Regions from separate parts of the Mus musculus genome. Here all the other regions are linked to region 3. Evidence: chromatin contacts called from public HiChIP or PLAC-seq and promoter capture Hi-C data. All regions are on one chromosome and are shown on one strand. Each heading gives the region's core, a stretch centred on a gene start, on an enhancer-like site or on the middle of the called end of the contact. The rest is flanking DNA. Distances are from core to core; before and after follow the strand shown. Region 1 holds the start of 5031439G07Rik (RIKEN cDNA 5031439G07 gene). Region 2 holds the start of Pnpla3 (patatin-like phospholipase domain containing 3). Region 3 has its middle 27 kb from the start of Prr5. Region 4 overlaps Parvb (parvin, beta).

The links. Promoter capture Hi-C pulls out the DNA fragments that hold promoters and counts their contacts. HiChIP or PLAC-seq counts read pairs in DNA pulled down with a chosen protein or histone mark.
Region 1: a promoter capture Hi-C map of stem cell-derived epiblast-like cells shows a contact between it and region 3, with 3 times the contacts expected there. The contact joins the promoter of 5031439G07Rik here to the enhancer-like site in region 3. A contact is called at or near these places in 5 of 39 promoter capture datasets (embryonic stem cells, stem cell-derived epiblast-like cells and trophoblast stem cells), 1 of 15 datasets of contacts at CTCF or cohesin (the NIH/3T3 cell line), 4 of 484 Hi-C or Micro-C datasets (the C2C12 cell line, embryonic stem cells and muscle stem cells), 4 of 115 datasets of contacts at active chromatin or transcription factors (embryonic stem cells, pancreatic cancer cells and stem cell-derived neural progenitor cells) and 1 of 9 other capture datasets (liver).
Region 2: an H3K4me3 HiChIP or PLAC-seq map of embryonic forebrain shows a contact between it and region 3, with 6 times the contacts expected there. The contact joins the promoter of Pnpla3 here to the enhancer-like site in region 3. A contact is called at or near these places in 5 of 39 promoter capture datasets (embryonic stem cells, hippocampal neurons, liver and 2 more), 10 of 115 datasets of contacts at active chromatin or transcription factors (embryonic basal ganglia, embryonic forebrain, embryonic hindbrain and 6 more) and 3 of 9 other capture datasets (embryonic stem cells, macrophages and pancreatic islet).
Region 4: a FOXA1 HiChIP or PLAC-seq map of pancreatic cancer cells shows a contact between it and region 3. The contact joins two enhancer-like sites. A contact is called at or near these places in 5 of 39 promoter capture datasets (the C10 cell line, embryonic stem cells and stem cell-derived epiblast-like cells), 1 of 15 datasets of contacts at CTCF or cohesin (the NIH/3T3 cell line), 5 of 115 datasets of contacts at active chromatin or transcription factors (embryonic basal ganglia, embryonic stem cells, pancreatic cancer cells and 1 more) and 1 of 9 other capture datasets (liver).

What each region holds. Positions count from the first base shown.
Region 1 is chr15:84,986,352-84,989,601 of GRCm38.p6, forward strand. 5031439G07Rik (RIKEN cDNA 5031439G07 gene) reads right to left here and starts at 1,620. Exons shown (of 10, transcript NM_001033273.3): 1 at 1,258-1,620. The coding sequence starts at 1,321. It overlaps Gm39558 (a long non-coding RNA gene), which reads left to right and starts at 1,684. Exons shown (of 4, transcript XR_875533.1): 1 at 1,684-1,781; 2 at 2,804-3,105; 3 at 3,195-3,250.
Region 2 is chr15:84,165,709-84,169,227 of GRCm38.p6, forward strand. Pnpla3 (patatin-like phospholipase domain containing 3) reads left to right here and starts at 2,108. Exons shown (of 8, transcript NM_054088.3): 1 at 2,108-2,352. The coding sequence starts at 2,166. Mir6392 (microRNA 6392) reads left to right here and starts at 2,562; the gene lies at 2,562-2,669. Gm33530 (a long non-coding RNA gene) reads right to left here and starts at 122. Exons shown (of 3, transcript XR_384288.2): 1 at 1-122.
Region 3 is chr15:84,652,654-84,655,816 of GRCm38.p6, forward strand. No RefSeq gene overlaps it. Among named protein-coding and RNA genes, the nearest start is that of Prr5, 27 kb to the right of the region's middle. Within about 2 kb of position 1,733, at least 223 of the 459 cell types and tissues checked have an H3K27ac peak or open chromatin away from gene starts, as enhancers often do. A contact at or near this core is called in the C2C12 cell line, the NIH/3T3 cell line, embryonic basal ganglia and 9 more, where this site is marked.
Region 4 is chr15:84,293,588-84,296,942 of GRCm38.p6, forward strand. Parvb (parvin, beta) reads left to right here. Exons shown (of 13, transcript NM_133167.3): 7 at 1,970-2,028. Among named protein-coding and RNA genes, the nearest start is that of Gm22890, 28 kb to the right of the region's middle. Within about 2 kb of position 1,439, at least 15 of the 459 cell types and tissues checked have an H3K27ac peak or open chromatin away from gene starts, as enhancers often do. A contact at or near this core is called in pancreatic cancer cells, where this site is marked.

The DNA.
Region 1 (3,250 bases), core at 370-2,869, 330 kb after region 3:
TCTGTGCCAGGTTGACAGCTGGCCCTAACAGGTGGGCACCCAGTAGGTGCTCAAATACATGTTTACTGAGTCCATTAATAAGGACACTCTAAATCAGCTACAAACCATTCTCTGGACACCTTTTTGGAGAAAAAAACCCACTAAAATCTGTGTCCTTATCTATACCCCCAGGTGGCTGTACCTGCCTGACAAGAGAACTTTGCTGAGGTGAGCTGGGCTAGACCCTGCTGCCTAAGAAGGCCAGGTGCTAAAAAAGTCTCCTTCAAAAAAAAAAAAAAAAAAAGAATTGAAATTCACTTCTGCTTTTCACAGAGCCTCCCGGGCGTGGCCTACCAAGGGACCCTGAGTTCCAGGTGTTACCCTCTCCCTCTGCTACTGTGGTCCTACCAGGGTACCAGGGTACACTTCCACTTTGGAGCACTGACAGGATCTAGAAGGCTGTTACTTCCCTCAAAGAGAACTCAAGCCCTGACAGGGAGGTGGGGGTGAGGGGACACAACATAGAATGAAGTCATTCCTTACATGAAGAAGGGAGGGGTCTTTTTTTTTTTTTTTAGAGAAAATGACAAGCCCAAGATTATAGGGGAGGGGGTTTCTGCCACATGGTTCTGGGCAAATGTATCAGTTATGCATTACCTCACATCCAAGACGACCCCACCCACACCTCCCAGGCCCTTTCAAACAATGAGACACCCCCACCCCACCCAGCAGCTGAATGACTCCTTAGACCAGAATCACACCCGGAGAGGCTGTAGCAAATCCCTGATTCCAGTGCTAAGTAGGTGGGTCAAGGGGCAGAGGCCCAACAGGTCCCTTGTAGAGCTAATGGACAAGAGGACCTTTAGGTGCAGAAAGACAAAGGCTACAGCAATCAAGAGCCGCGGTCTTCCATGTGGGCTGGGGAATGTGGTCAGGGCACACTGCCTTGAACTCTGAACTCAAGGGCCTCCCAAAATCTCACGCCCACACTCCCTGCAGCAGCAGTGGGGCCCCCAGATCTTCCAGGAGAAGGAAGAAGAGTTAAGGAACCACGAAGAGGAAGAAGGAGCTGGGACAGATATCCTGGCGGTCAGAGGAAGATAGGGACGCGGAGACACAAGGATCGGGGTTCTGTGGTACCAAAAAGACACTGAGACTTGGGGTCCCGAAAGACAGAGCCCAGGGCGGTGGGGATGCACGGAGGGCAAGGAGCACAGGGGGACTAGCGGAGGTGGACTCGCGCGGACACTCACGCGCGCGCCCGTCCCCGTCACTCACCCAGGCCGCAGACCTCACGGCGCAGGCTAAGGCGTCCGCGCTCCTCGGCTATGGCGCGCAGCATGTGCTGCAACGAGCGCTCCTCCGCTTCGCTGCTGTCCACGGACTCCCGGGAGGCGGCCGGCCCAGCCCGGAGCCCCGCGGGCGCGGACGCCGAGGCACAGGCCCTGCCCGGCGGCCGCGCGGAGGCCATGCCGGGCCCCGGCTCATCGCCCGCGCCGCGCCCGCGGGGGCCACCGACACGCCCCGCCGCCCGTGCCCCGCTGCCGCCCGCCGCGAGCACCAGTGAAGCCACAATCCGCTTTTGTGTGCGTCGCCGCCGCCGCCGTCGCCACCGCCGACCTCGGAGCACAGCGGAGCACTGCGATCCTCAGCTCCGCCACCGCCCGCCCGCGCGCGCTCGACACCGCCCAGGCCCCACCCCCGACGCGGGCCCGCCCCCAAACCCGCCCTTTCCCCGCCCCCGACACGCAAAGGCCCTGCCTCATACTCCTAAAACTCCGCCCAGATCTCTGGGCAAGGCGGTGAGTCGTCCCTGGTCCTGGCCCCGCCTACTTCCTTGCGACCAGCTGCTGCCAACTTCAAAAGCCCATCGCGTCCTCGCTCCAACCTGTCGCGTGACGTTCTCGTCATCTCATTCCCACACCTTCCTTGGCCTGCTGACCTTCCCTGCTGCCCGTGTTCCCCAACCCTGAGTCCACTTTCTCCCGCCCCCCGCCCCCCCTCCAGTAGAGTCACGCCTCTGAGCCGCCCCCTCTGCGCCTCACTGATTTTGCGCTTTGTCACCGCCCTGTGCATTCCCTGAAGCCTCCAGCACACCAGCTCTGCTTATTTCTGTCTGAACCTTCCAAGTAGGTTCTGCTAAAAACTTGCTTCACAAAACTCAACAAGAAGTTACCACCTCCTTTCGGAGGTCTCCTGGGACGCCTCAGTTTCCTCTGCTGAACACTTAGGAAAAGGGGTCAGAGAGTTGCTTCCTGTCTTAGCTCCTGTGCTGACTAGAGGCCAGAGGTGGATCAGATCAGCTTGCATGTGATCCTAATTAAAGGCCAAGGTCCAGCTGGGCATCCATCCCTGTGCTAAAAGAGGAAGATGCAGGGAGCAGCCGCCAGAAGCCACGTTCTGAACTCACTCGGTGGTCCTTTCCCAGGACCAGGGTAGGTGACCATGCACTGCTGGTCTCAGCCAGTTACATTTCCAGTGTCAAATTCTCACAATCATGCTAAGCATAAAGTTCTGTCTGCCCCGACTCTTCTTCACCCTGTCTGGGATACCCTTCTCCTAGTCTCCTGTCTCCTTTGGATCCCAGTGTCCTCCAATACATTTCCTCAAAAACAAACAAACTATATCTTGCCTGCCTCCTGTTCTATTATTCCTAGGCACAGCATCCTTACCACTCCCCTGACATCACACTGCATAGCTGTAGGAGGCGTCTCAGAAAACCAGCCCCTTTCCCTTGGGCTTCCCAGTCCTCAGAATGGTTTAAGCCTCCCGTCTGTGACATTGCACCATGGCAGCTCTAACTAAGACACTGTGTATTCCTCAGGCCTGGCTTCTGACAACTGTATTCCCAGCGCCCAATAAATGCAGGCTGTGTGATGGAGACTGGAGAGAGGCCTGCTGAGGAAGATTGTCTCTAAGGAAGGTGGGGTGGGACCACAAGGTGTGGAAACCACTCCAGAGCAGGAAATTGGCAGCTTTGGCATACTGTTCAAGCCTTACCTGGGATTTGTACCGCTCCCCTGAGATGCTCAGGGTAGGGCTTGAGTGACTAATTCCATGGTCCCAGAGCAGTGGTTCTCAACCTTCCTGATGCTGGGACCCTTCAATACATTTCCTTGTTTTATGGTGAGCCCCAACCATAACTTACTTTTGTAGCCACTTCATATCTAATTTTACTAGTTATAAATCATAATATAAATATCTGTGTTTTCCAGTGGTCTAGGGTGACCCCCATGAAAGGATCATTGAACCCCACAATGGGAGCTGAAAT
Region 2 (3,519 bases), core at 858-3,357, 490 kb before region 3:
TGTTCCTTTGAGACATGACTGGATGGGGTAGCTTTTGAATCCTACGCAACATTCATGCAGAAGGAATCACACATTTCACATTACTGAACACATGTGTTGTGTAGCCCTGGTCATCCTGGAACTCACTCTGTAGACCAGGCTAACCTCGAATTTGGAGCTCCACCTGCCTCTGCTTCCCAAGTGCTGGGATTGAAGGTGTGTGCACACTGCCTATCTCAAGAAAGTTTTTTTTTTTTTAAAGAAATTTGTTCTAGCTGGGCGTGGTGGCGCACGCCTTTAATCCCAGCACTCGGGAGGCAGAGGCAGGCGGATTTCTGAGTTCGAGGCCAGCCTGGTCTACAAAGTGAGTGCCAGGACAGCCAGGGCTACACAGAGAAACCCTGTCTCTAAAAACCAAAAAAAAAAAAAGAAATTTGTTCTGTGGGGTGAGGGATTTTGTAACTTTTCTTTTGTTCTTTTTTCTTCTGCCTGAAACAATAGCAAACCATTCTACTAGAGGCCTGGAGAGATGGTTCAGTGGTTCATATGTTGCTTCTCCATAGGACCTGGGTTAGGTTCCCAGCACCCATAGAGTGATTAACAACTGTCTGTGACTCCAATTCCAGGGATGCCCCAGCTGGTAGGACCCAAGTGTGTGTGTGTGTGGGGGGGGGGCATTCCAAACCAGAGTGCCGGAGTGGGCTGGGAAGAAGATGCTCAAGAGTCCAATACTCTCTCCTAGATTTCATGGGTACTAAACCTGAATGTGGTACACAGCTATGCATGCAGCCAAAACACCCATACACATAAGAATATTAAAAATAAATTTTAACTAAAATATTCTATTAAAGAGTAGTGTACAGGGGCTGGTGAGATGGCTCAGTGGGTAAGAGCACCGACTGCTCTTCCGAAGGTCCGAAGTTCAAATCCCAGCAACCACATGGTGGCTCACAACCACCCGTAATGAGATCTGATGCCCTCTTCTGGTGCGTCTGAAAGACAGCTACAATGTACTTATATATAATAAATAAATAAATAAATCTAAAAAAAAAAAAAAAGAAAAAAAAGAGTAGTGTACAAATTGTATTGCTATACTTGGTCAAAGATACTTTGTAGTCAGAAGAGGCACAGACAGGACCACAAACCATCTAGCTCCCAGCTTTCCTTACTCCTGCCTTCATTGGCACCGGCCAATCACATATTTTATTTATAAGTGACACTTGTACATGGAAACTTCAGGTCCTCCCTGCCTGGTGTTGTCTTCCTGTAGTCTTAGTTACTTAGGAGGCTGTGGCAAAGGGGCCAGAGGCTGAAGTCCAGGCTGAGTCACTGAAGGAGGCAGCTGGTTAAAAGAAAAAGGAACCCAGGGCAGCTCAGTGGTAGAGCCTTTGCCTAGCATGCAGGAGGGCCGAGGTTCAGTTCTTAGTACTGTAAAATTAAACAAGGCGCTGAAAGGATGGTTCAGCGGTAGAGGCCACAACTACTCTTACAGAGCACCAGAGTGGAGTCCAAGAATCCACGCGATGGCTCACAATCCTCTGCAACTCCAGTTCTAGGAGGTTTAACGTCCTCTTATGGCCTCCTTGGTCACTGCACACCCATGGTGCATAGACATACATGCAGACAAAATACTCATAAACATGGGGGCGGGGAGCCTAAGTATCTTTTTAAGAGGAAGGAAGGAAGGAAGGAAGGAAGGAAGGAAGGAAGGAAGGGAGGGAGGGAGGGAAGGAGGGAGGGAGGAAGGAAGGGAGGAAGAAAACCTCTCTCCATGAATTAAAAACGAACAGAAAGCAAAATAAATAACTGCAAAAACAGACACCCTACATGAAAATAAAGGAAAGACAGCATGTGGATGGTAGCATCTCTCGTGTAATAAAGAAAAGGAGAGAGTGCCACCGGCGTGCCATCCAGAACCTGAAAGAAAAGGGTATTCAAAGAGCCATTCTGCCCAGCAAGCATCCAAGCCTAGGATTTGGGAAAGCCCACGCGGGAGGGACATGGGGCGGGGCATGAGTCCAGTACGCCCATTGGGCCTCCCACTGGCTTATTTGCATGGTCCTAGTGGGGCGGGGCCTCAGCTGACGTCACCCGAAGACAGCTTAGGCGGCTGCGGCTCTTTAAGCTCAGAGCAGCAACACCGGGAGCAGAGCTGAACTGCAGCGCCGCCCGGAGCTTCAAGCACCATGTATGACCCAGAGCGCCGCTGGAGCCTGTCGTTTGCAGGCTGCGGCTTCCTGGGCTTCTACCACGTCGGGGCTACGCTATGTCTGAGCGAGCGCGCCCCGCACCTCCTCCGCGATGCGCGCACTTTCTTTGGCTGCTCGGCCGGTGCACTGCACGCGGTCACCTTCGTGTGCAGTCTCCCTCTCGGTGCGTCCACGGCCACTACCCAGGCCCCGCGTGCGGGGAGGGGTTGCTACACCTGGGGAATCGGTAACACTTTCCGGGGTGCCCGAAGAAACCTGTCCGGAGAGCTCTCATCCTTCCCGGTGCCGTTGAGCACTCAGCTGGAGACCCTGGGCCTGTCACCTGGCGTGGGATTTCCCGGGGCCGGCTGGAGCAGACGCGCTCCGAGCATCTTCTTCCTGACCCGCTCTGGCGCCCTGGTCCTGTCAGCTGGGTCATCCCTGAGCAGCAGGGAACGACGCAGGTTTGCCGGGTCCTCTGGTCCCTGAGCCGCAGAAGGTTTGTCCTGTGTGGCTCTGGCTAGTGTCCCATGGCTGGTGCCGCCAGGAAGGGCAGAAGGCACCCAGACTAGAACACCCTTAGTGGCAGTCCAATGCTCCGGTTGCCTTTAGAGGTGGCTGGTGGGGGCGGGGTACGTGGATTAGAGAAATATTTGGAACACTCCCTAGAAGCTGGAATGGGTTCCCAGACAGATCCAGTTCCACTCTCTCCTGTCTTCACTAGCCTAGATAAGCGGCCCTTCCCAGATCGATGTCACTGACATTCAGGGCATTTGAATCTTGGCCTAATTAAACATTTGCCCATGCACCCATGAGCGAGAGGAGGCGAGTACTCTCCTCTCCCCCACTAAACTACTAGGATGTGATGCCTTCTCTTCCCAGTGTCATAGCCGGATGCTTTTGGGGTTGTGGGCAGGGCTTGGCTAAGTGCCCACGGGGGGGGGGGCGGACTGCTGACACCCAAAGGTCCCCAGGCTGCATGACAATGTCCCACATCAACCCTCTTTGATCTGGGGCCTCTTTAACACTTTACTCTTTGCTCTCTGCTGGCCACAGCCAGCAGGGAGAGACTTTGGCAGGCAGGGGAAAGCCCCTGCTGATGAGCGGAGCTCTGCCATTGGATGGGATCGGTGAGCAGACCCTGAGCCGATGAGAATCAGGGATTAGAAGACAAGCAAATCTGGCTGTGTGCCTGCTTGTCTGGGTTTCCCAGTGAGGAGGGAGCCAGGAGTAAAGGGCAGTGAGAGTGGCCTCTGGAAAGACTAGATTAGTCCAGTGGCCATTGCACACCCTGGGCTTCGGCACTAAAGGCAGTTAGTTCTTAAATGGAGGGCTCTGAGCCCAATAGCGA
Region 3 (3,163 bases), core at 483-2,982:
GTTCTTCTAGAGGTCCTGAGTTCAATTCCCAGCAACCATATGGTGGCTCACAACCATCTGTAATGGGATCCGATGCCCTCTTCTGGTGTGTCTAGAGACAGCTACAAAGTGCTCATATAAATAAAATAAATCTAAAAAAAAAGAAAAGAAACAGACAGATCCCTATGTGTTTGTGGCCAGCCTGATCTATCTAATGAGTTCTAGGTCAGTCAAGCTTACCCTAGTAAAATCCTGTCTCAAAAAACAAACAAACAAACAAACAAACTTTAAATGCCACATTTCTCTGGGGCCACTAAGAAAGGCCAGTGTAAGAAAGGGTACAAGGATGGAGGTCCAAAGAAAATCAAGCAAAGCCCAGAAACTCCAGATCTGAGCAAGGCTCATCCCATGTAGGAGACAAAACGAAGGCTTTGGATGAAGAGCTAACCGGGTGTGAAGACACACAGGCTGTCAGGTAGACGGAGGTCTGGGGGTTCCCTTGTGGGGCATCTCCTTCCCCATCCCCGGGTTTTAAGCAGTGCAGTGGCAGAGGGTAAGATGGGGCCTAGAATTCAGAAACAGAGCTGGGAGTCCCGCAGGGTTATGAGTTTTCATGCTCTTAGATTCCAGGAATCCGCTCAGTCGAAAGGTGAAGAATCCAGTGTAGCGACCTCCTCAGCCACACAGCCAGCTCAGCCCTTCTGTGCCAGGGCTGGGGAGGGCTGACTGAGGACATGAGGCTCCGCTCAGAGGAGAGCCCAGGCTAATGAAAGTCTTTATCTGGCTCAACTTGGCTCAGCTAAACCCTGACCATCAAGTAGGCATTATAGGCTCTGCAATAAAATAGATAAAGAAGAGGCGGGGTGTGGGGGTGCTATCTGGAAATCAAAGTCAACCTGAACTACATGTGACCCTATCCCAAGAAATCAAAATAGAGTACCCCCGCCCTCTGGTTTTTCCAAGACAGGGTTTCTCTTGTAACCTTGGCTGTCCTGGACAGGCAGATAGAGTTCAAGGCTAGCCTGGTCTACAGAGTGAGTTCCAGGACAGTCAGGGCTACATAGAAAACCCCTGTCTTGAAAAAGGAAAGAAAGAATTCTAGGGTTATGGATATATAACCATCTAAGCCATCACACAGAATCTATAACTTTGTGAGGATCTCAAGCAACCCAAGATAGCTTTGACTCTGCTCTATAACCAAGAAGGACTTTGAACTCCTGGTCGGTGCTGGGACCCTACCTGGTTTTATGCCATGCTGTGGGTGGAACTTGGGGCTTTGTGTGTGCTAGACGAGTATTCTACCAACGGAGCTACAGCCCCAGCCCCAGAATTAAAAAAAAAAAAAAAAATTTTAAGGACAAATGTCTTCAATAGATGCAAAAACGAATAATCCTCAAACAAATTAAAAAAAAAAAAGGGATACCCCACCAACCGGTAAAGAAATTCCAAGAACGTATAGACTAACGTCACAGTAAATCGGAAGCTTTCTCCAGCAGCCCGGCATAAGACATGGATCTCGGCTCTCCCCATTCCCCCCTTGATCCGGAAGCGCTAAACAGCCTGTATGTTGCTCGCGTAGGAAACCTAGAAGCGTTCTACAGAGCCCTGGCTCTGTGGATAAAGCACCGAACGGACCCGTTGAAAGGTCTGGGATGCTGACGGCAGGCTGGCTGCAGGCTCTCCAAGAAGCCAGCCATCTCAGGCCAACTGCGCCTGTGCTGACTCTACATGGAAACCTGAGAGCAGCCGCGGAAGGACAGATTGCTGGCAGGATGCCAGACCACAGCCTTCGTCACTAATCCCACCCTGGGACACAGGATGTGGATGAGTGGGGGGAGGCGGGGCGGGGCGGGGGATGGGGCAGCTGCCTGCCGGGCTTTCTGAGTGTGCATGGAGGAGGGAGCTTAGACTCTTTATCATCAAGTTCTATGTCTTGGGGTGGGGGAGGAAGAGTTGCCGGCCAGAGCTGTTCCCATGGGGATGAAGGAAAGGTGCCCATCCTGGAACCAGGGTCCTGATCTCCTCATCCTCTCAGGCTCTTCTGTGGGGACCCAGGGTGGACACTCACTGGCAGGGCAGCTGAGGACTGCAGGATGACACTTTCCCAGGAACTGTAAATCTGTGAGCCTGCTGTTGAGGGAGACTTTCCCTCAGCTCTCCCTAGCGGACAGAAGCAACCCAACCCCTATGGTAGCAGTTCCCAGGCTATGGGGGGAGGGGAAGTCGCATTGCAGATATCCTGCATAGCAGATATATTCCATTACGGTTCATAGCAGTAGCAACATTACAGTTATGAAAATTTAAGTTAAGCATCAACAAAGCAATCTTAAGGTTGGGGATGACCACAATGTGAAGAACGAAATAGAAAGGCCACGGCGCTAGGAAGGTTGAGAACCACCGCATGGGCTTCCAACATCACAACCTTGATCATAGCAACTGGCAGAATTAGCGTTTAGGCCTCGCTCACCCTGCTCTTCAGCCCTGCCCTTCAAGCTCTTCCGAGCAACTGGGAGTCCTTCTGCATTCCAACCCCAGCTTCCCAGCTGCAAGGCTTCCCTGTGGGCTTGTTACTCAAGTTAAGGTCTGGGCCCTGGCAGCCCCCCCAACAAGCCAAGCTCAGCAAACTGTCCTCGACAAGCCAATTAAAGACAAGCAACACGCAGAGAGGAGAAAATAGGAAGTTTATTCAACATAGCCATGTTGGGAAGGTGAACGCAGAGGCCCAGGGACTGCTTCCTACTCAAGGCCATCTTCTGTGTCCTAACAAGATATTTAGGCTGACATAAAGGGGAAGAAGTGTGCATAGCCAGGCAGTCCTGGTCCAAGCGGGGCCCCGCCTACCATCATTGTCTGCGTCTAGTCTCTTCTGCAAGGTGGTCTGATAAACTATGAGGACCGTGCAGAATCTCTTCCTAGGATGCAAGCTCCTCCTTGGGTCAGCTCTAGGAGTCAGCTTTGTTCTTTTCCCAGTGTGAAACCCCTGGGAATATCAATATCCCAGAATCGTGGGGTGCATTATCTCCATAGTCTGACAGCCAAGGGGAGGGGCTCATGAGTCTGTTCGGAATAGTTTTTATCCTGACAGATTGTCACAAGCTCAAGGGTAGACGTGGGGGTGCGGGGGGCAATGTGGAAGCCTTCAGAAGTCCTGGGCCTCTGAGGAGTTGCTCGAAATATGACATTT
Region 4 (3,355 bases), core at 189-2,688, 360 kb before region 3:
CAAAGGGCTGAGGTCACACTTGGGACCTGTATGTCGGTGTTTATGTGTCTGGAGACATTCAGCTACACTCTGTTCTCTGGATTTTTAACTTATCTGTTTTGTGGTCTGTGGTCCACTGGGACCTGGCTGAGCCTGTGTTTTCTGAAGCCATTCCGACCTCTCTACTGCCCTGGGAGCTTAGTGGTACCCTGCCGGGAAAGCCCCGTGTCTGACATTAAGCGGAAGGTCACCTGCCATTTCTCCCTGCTTCCTTCCCCATCAGGATATTTGTGGTCAGCGAGAGTGACGCAAACTCAGGGGGACCATTCCTGCGGCCCTAGACTTGGCTGCTGGCTCCTAGGCAGCGGGCCGGGAAAGTCTTCCCAAGGACACATGGGAAAACGGTTCCTAAACCTACCTACGTCAGTCCAGGCCTCAAGAGTACTGAGCGGGCTCACCATCTGGGTATTTTCTTTCAGTCTTGCACACTGGTCCAAGACAAGCTGGGGGTTTTTTGGAAAATCTGACTGCCCTTGCAAGCCCCCTCCAGCTTGCTGCGCCTTGACTGGGATTCCGGGGTTGTCTGCATTGAGTCCAAAGGAAAAGAAACTGGGCAAGGAGATTCAACTGGATGGCAGCCTCTCAGCCTCCCAGTGTCTACTGCCTCTCCTGAGGTCCTCCAGACTGTCTGTGTGCTCGCTCGCTCGTTCGCTCGCTCGGGTGGCCCACCAACTTATTTGAAATGAGGCCATGCGAGGCTGGAAGGCATGAGATCCAAGCCTTGCTTACCCCCCCACCCCCACCCCAAGCCTTGCTTAGCCCCCCCCCGCCCCCCCCCCCAGCAATGGAAGGATTTCTCATGGCTGCGGTGATCGGCCTACAGACTCGGAGTGATGTTGCTAACCTTTCAATTATCCGGTTCCCAGTTTACCAAAGCCCGGCAACCAACAGGCACCTCATTCATGCCTATGCAAATAAGCGAACCCAATACCCAGAGTCTTCCTTGGCAGGCTCTGTTGAGTGCCAGTCAGAATGAGACTGGGATGAGCCATATGACGTCCCCAGTTGCATTTACTTGTTCACCAGGACCAGTCTACAAGATCCCTAGAGCCAGCTCAGGGAAGGGTGAGAGGGCTGCCTGGATAGGACTCAGGTTCCTGTCCCTCAGGAGCTTCAAGCAGGGACCTGCGGTTATGGCTACTTTGGCTGGCCTCTGGGAACTTCCAGTGTATGCGGGCTGCTATCTGCCATCATCTCTGCTGTCCTACCACTGCCCCGTGTGCCTGCCAGAGTTGCCGGGATGAAGGACCACTACTAACTGGAGCTTCCAATGGCGGGTGGATTTCTCCTCCCAGCACTTCCGGACTTTAGGAAAGCAGCTCTCTTTACCCTGTTCTGTTTCTGCCAAGGCTGGCTGTGTTCAGTGTCCATGTTCGTGCACTGCCACGGCCCTCTCTGTTTCTACTTTTTCCTTTTGGGGTATCCCACTCACCCCAGCTGCAGAGCTCACCACTATGTGGCCATTCTTAACTAGTATTGGAAGCCGAGAAGGAAAAGCAGGTTCCAACATCCTGGGTAGACATGTTTGGGGGATCCCGTTTGAGCAAGTGCCCACATGTTCTTTCTCTGGAGTCCTGTCCCCCCACCCCCACCCCACATGACTCATGAACTACCCATCTCTCCTGCCTCAACCGCAGAATATGGTCTCTAGTTGGTGTTTCTTGCCTGGAATGTTTCTCCCAAGCTTTGCTTAGTGACCATATCCCAGGGTACCACGGAGAACAATGTGAGGGTAGTCCCTCGTGTCGTCTGGAGTATACCCGTCCAGGCGTGAAGTGTGCACTGGGGCACATGGTTCTCCCTTTCTAGGCTGGCGTCCTGCCCAGGGTCACCATGAAGGGATTTCCCATGAGATCAGTGTTTGTCCTCTGTGTTGCCCCTGCTCCGTGGTCTGTCTGTCTTGATGATTTGTTTGCTTTGGGGTTTTCAGAAGCGAGAAGGCTTGCTGCACTCCAGCCACATCTCAGAGGAGCTGACCACGACCACAGAGTAAGTGGATGGCAGCCGCTCCTCAGGGTTCTGTACCTCAGGGACCCATGCCTCATGCAAGGCCTCAGGCCCAAGGCCCTGGCTTCAGCCCGGGACACTAGCCTGGGGGAGCCTGTGTTCATTCCTCCATACTCTTTAGTCTTAGTGTGTGCTTTTTTTGTGGAGTGACTTGCCTGCCTTCTTTCTCCACACAGTCCCTCTTGGGCTTCCCATGTCCGTCTCTCACCTCAAAGAGAGTCTCTCATTCCTTATTTTAGGAGGTGAACTGAAGGGATGGGTTAGTCAGTGAAGTGCTCACTGTGTGAGCATGAGGGACCCGATACTCAGCACCTATGTTAAACACGCGCGCGCGCACACACACACACACACACACACTCACACACACACAATTCAGGGACAGGGTTATGTATCTATAACTCCATCATGGGGGTGGCAGAGACGGGTGGATCTCTGAAGCCCATTGGTTAGTCTTTCTACCCAAATCAGTGTGTCTCAGGTTCAGTGAGAGACCCTGCCTCAAAAATACAACTCACACACACACACACATACAACACACACATACAACACGCACACACACACACACACACACACCATATACATTATACACAATTAAAAAAAAATTAAAGGAATGTCAGGGTGCCAGGTGTGTTAGCTCAGGATAGCCACCGAGACTCACGCTCACACTGGCCAGTCAAGTCCTGCTTGTTTTCTAGTTTTCCTCTCCCCTTGTCTATCAACAGTTGCTCTCTTAGAGGGAGCTACCATGTGATCAGTCAGAACTGTCCTAAGGTGGACACTGTTGAGTCCTCTGGTCTCTTTGAGCAAGCCATACTTTTCAAAAGCCTAGAGAAACTTGATCCTAATAGCCAACCAGATAGTGTACCATGTGTGAGGGCCCACGGTACCCCAGGATGGACCGGAGGAACTCGACACCTCTGATCCTTCTGAAGAAACCGGTTTCAGTGTTTAAAACATGGACGGTGTCAGCTAGCTCACCAATTCTGTTCACAGAGACGCTAAGACTGACTGTGTATTCAGTATGGCCTTTCCACAGCTGACTGGAACAGAATCCATCAGGCATGGAGAGTGGGCTGACAGATAAGCTGAAGACATGGCAGTGTGCTCTGGGATGTGTGTGTGTTCTGTTCCATGTAGTTCCCAGGGGAAGGCAGATAGTTGGGGAGGGGGTTGGGATTGGGGGTGTTGGGAGGAACGACAGGCTGGTGTGTGTTGTGACAGCACCGTGGGCCTATGGCTGCAGAAGGGCAAGTTCAAGGAACAGGGGGTGGGGTAAGGACTTGGTGGGGGCTTGGTGGTCTGTCTCGTG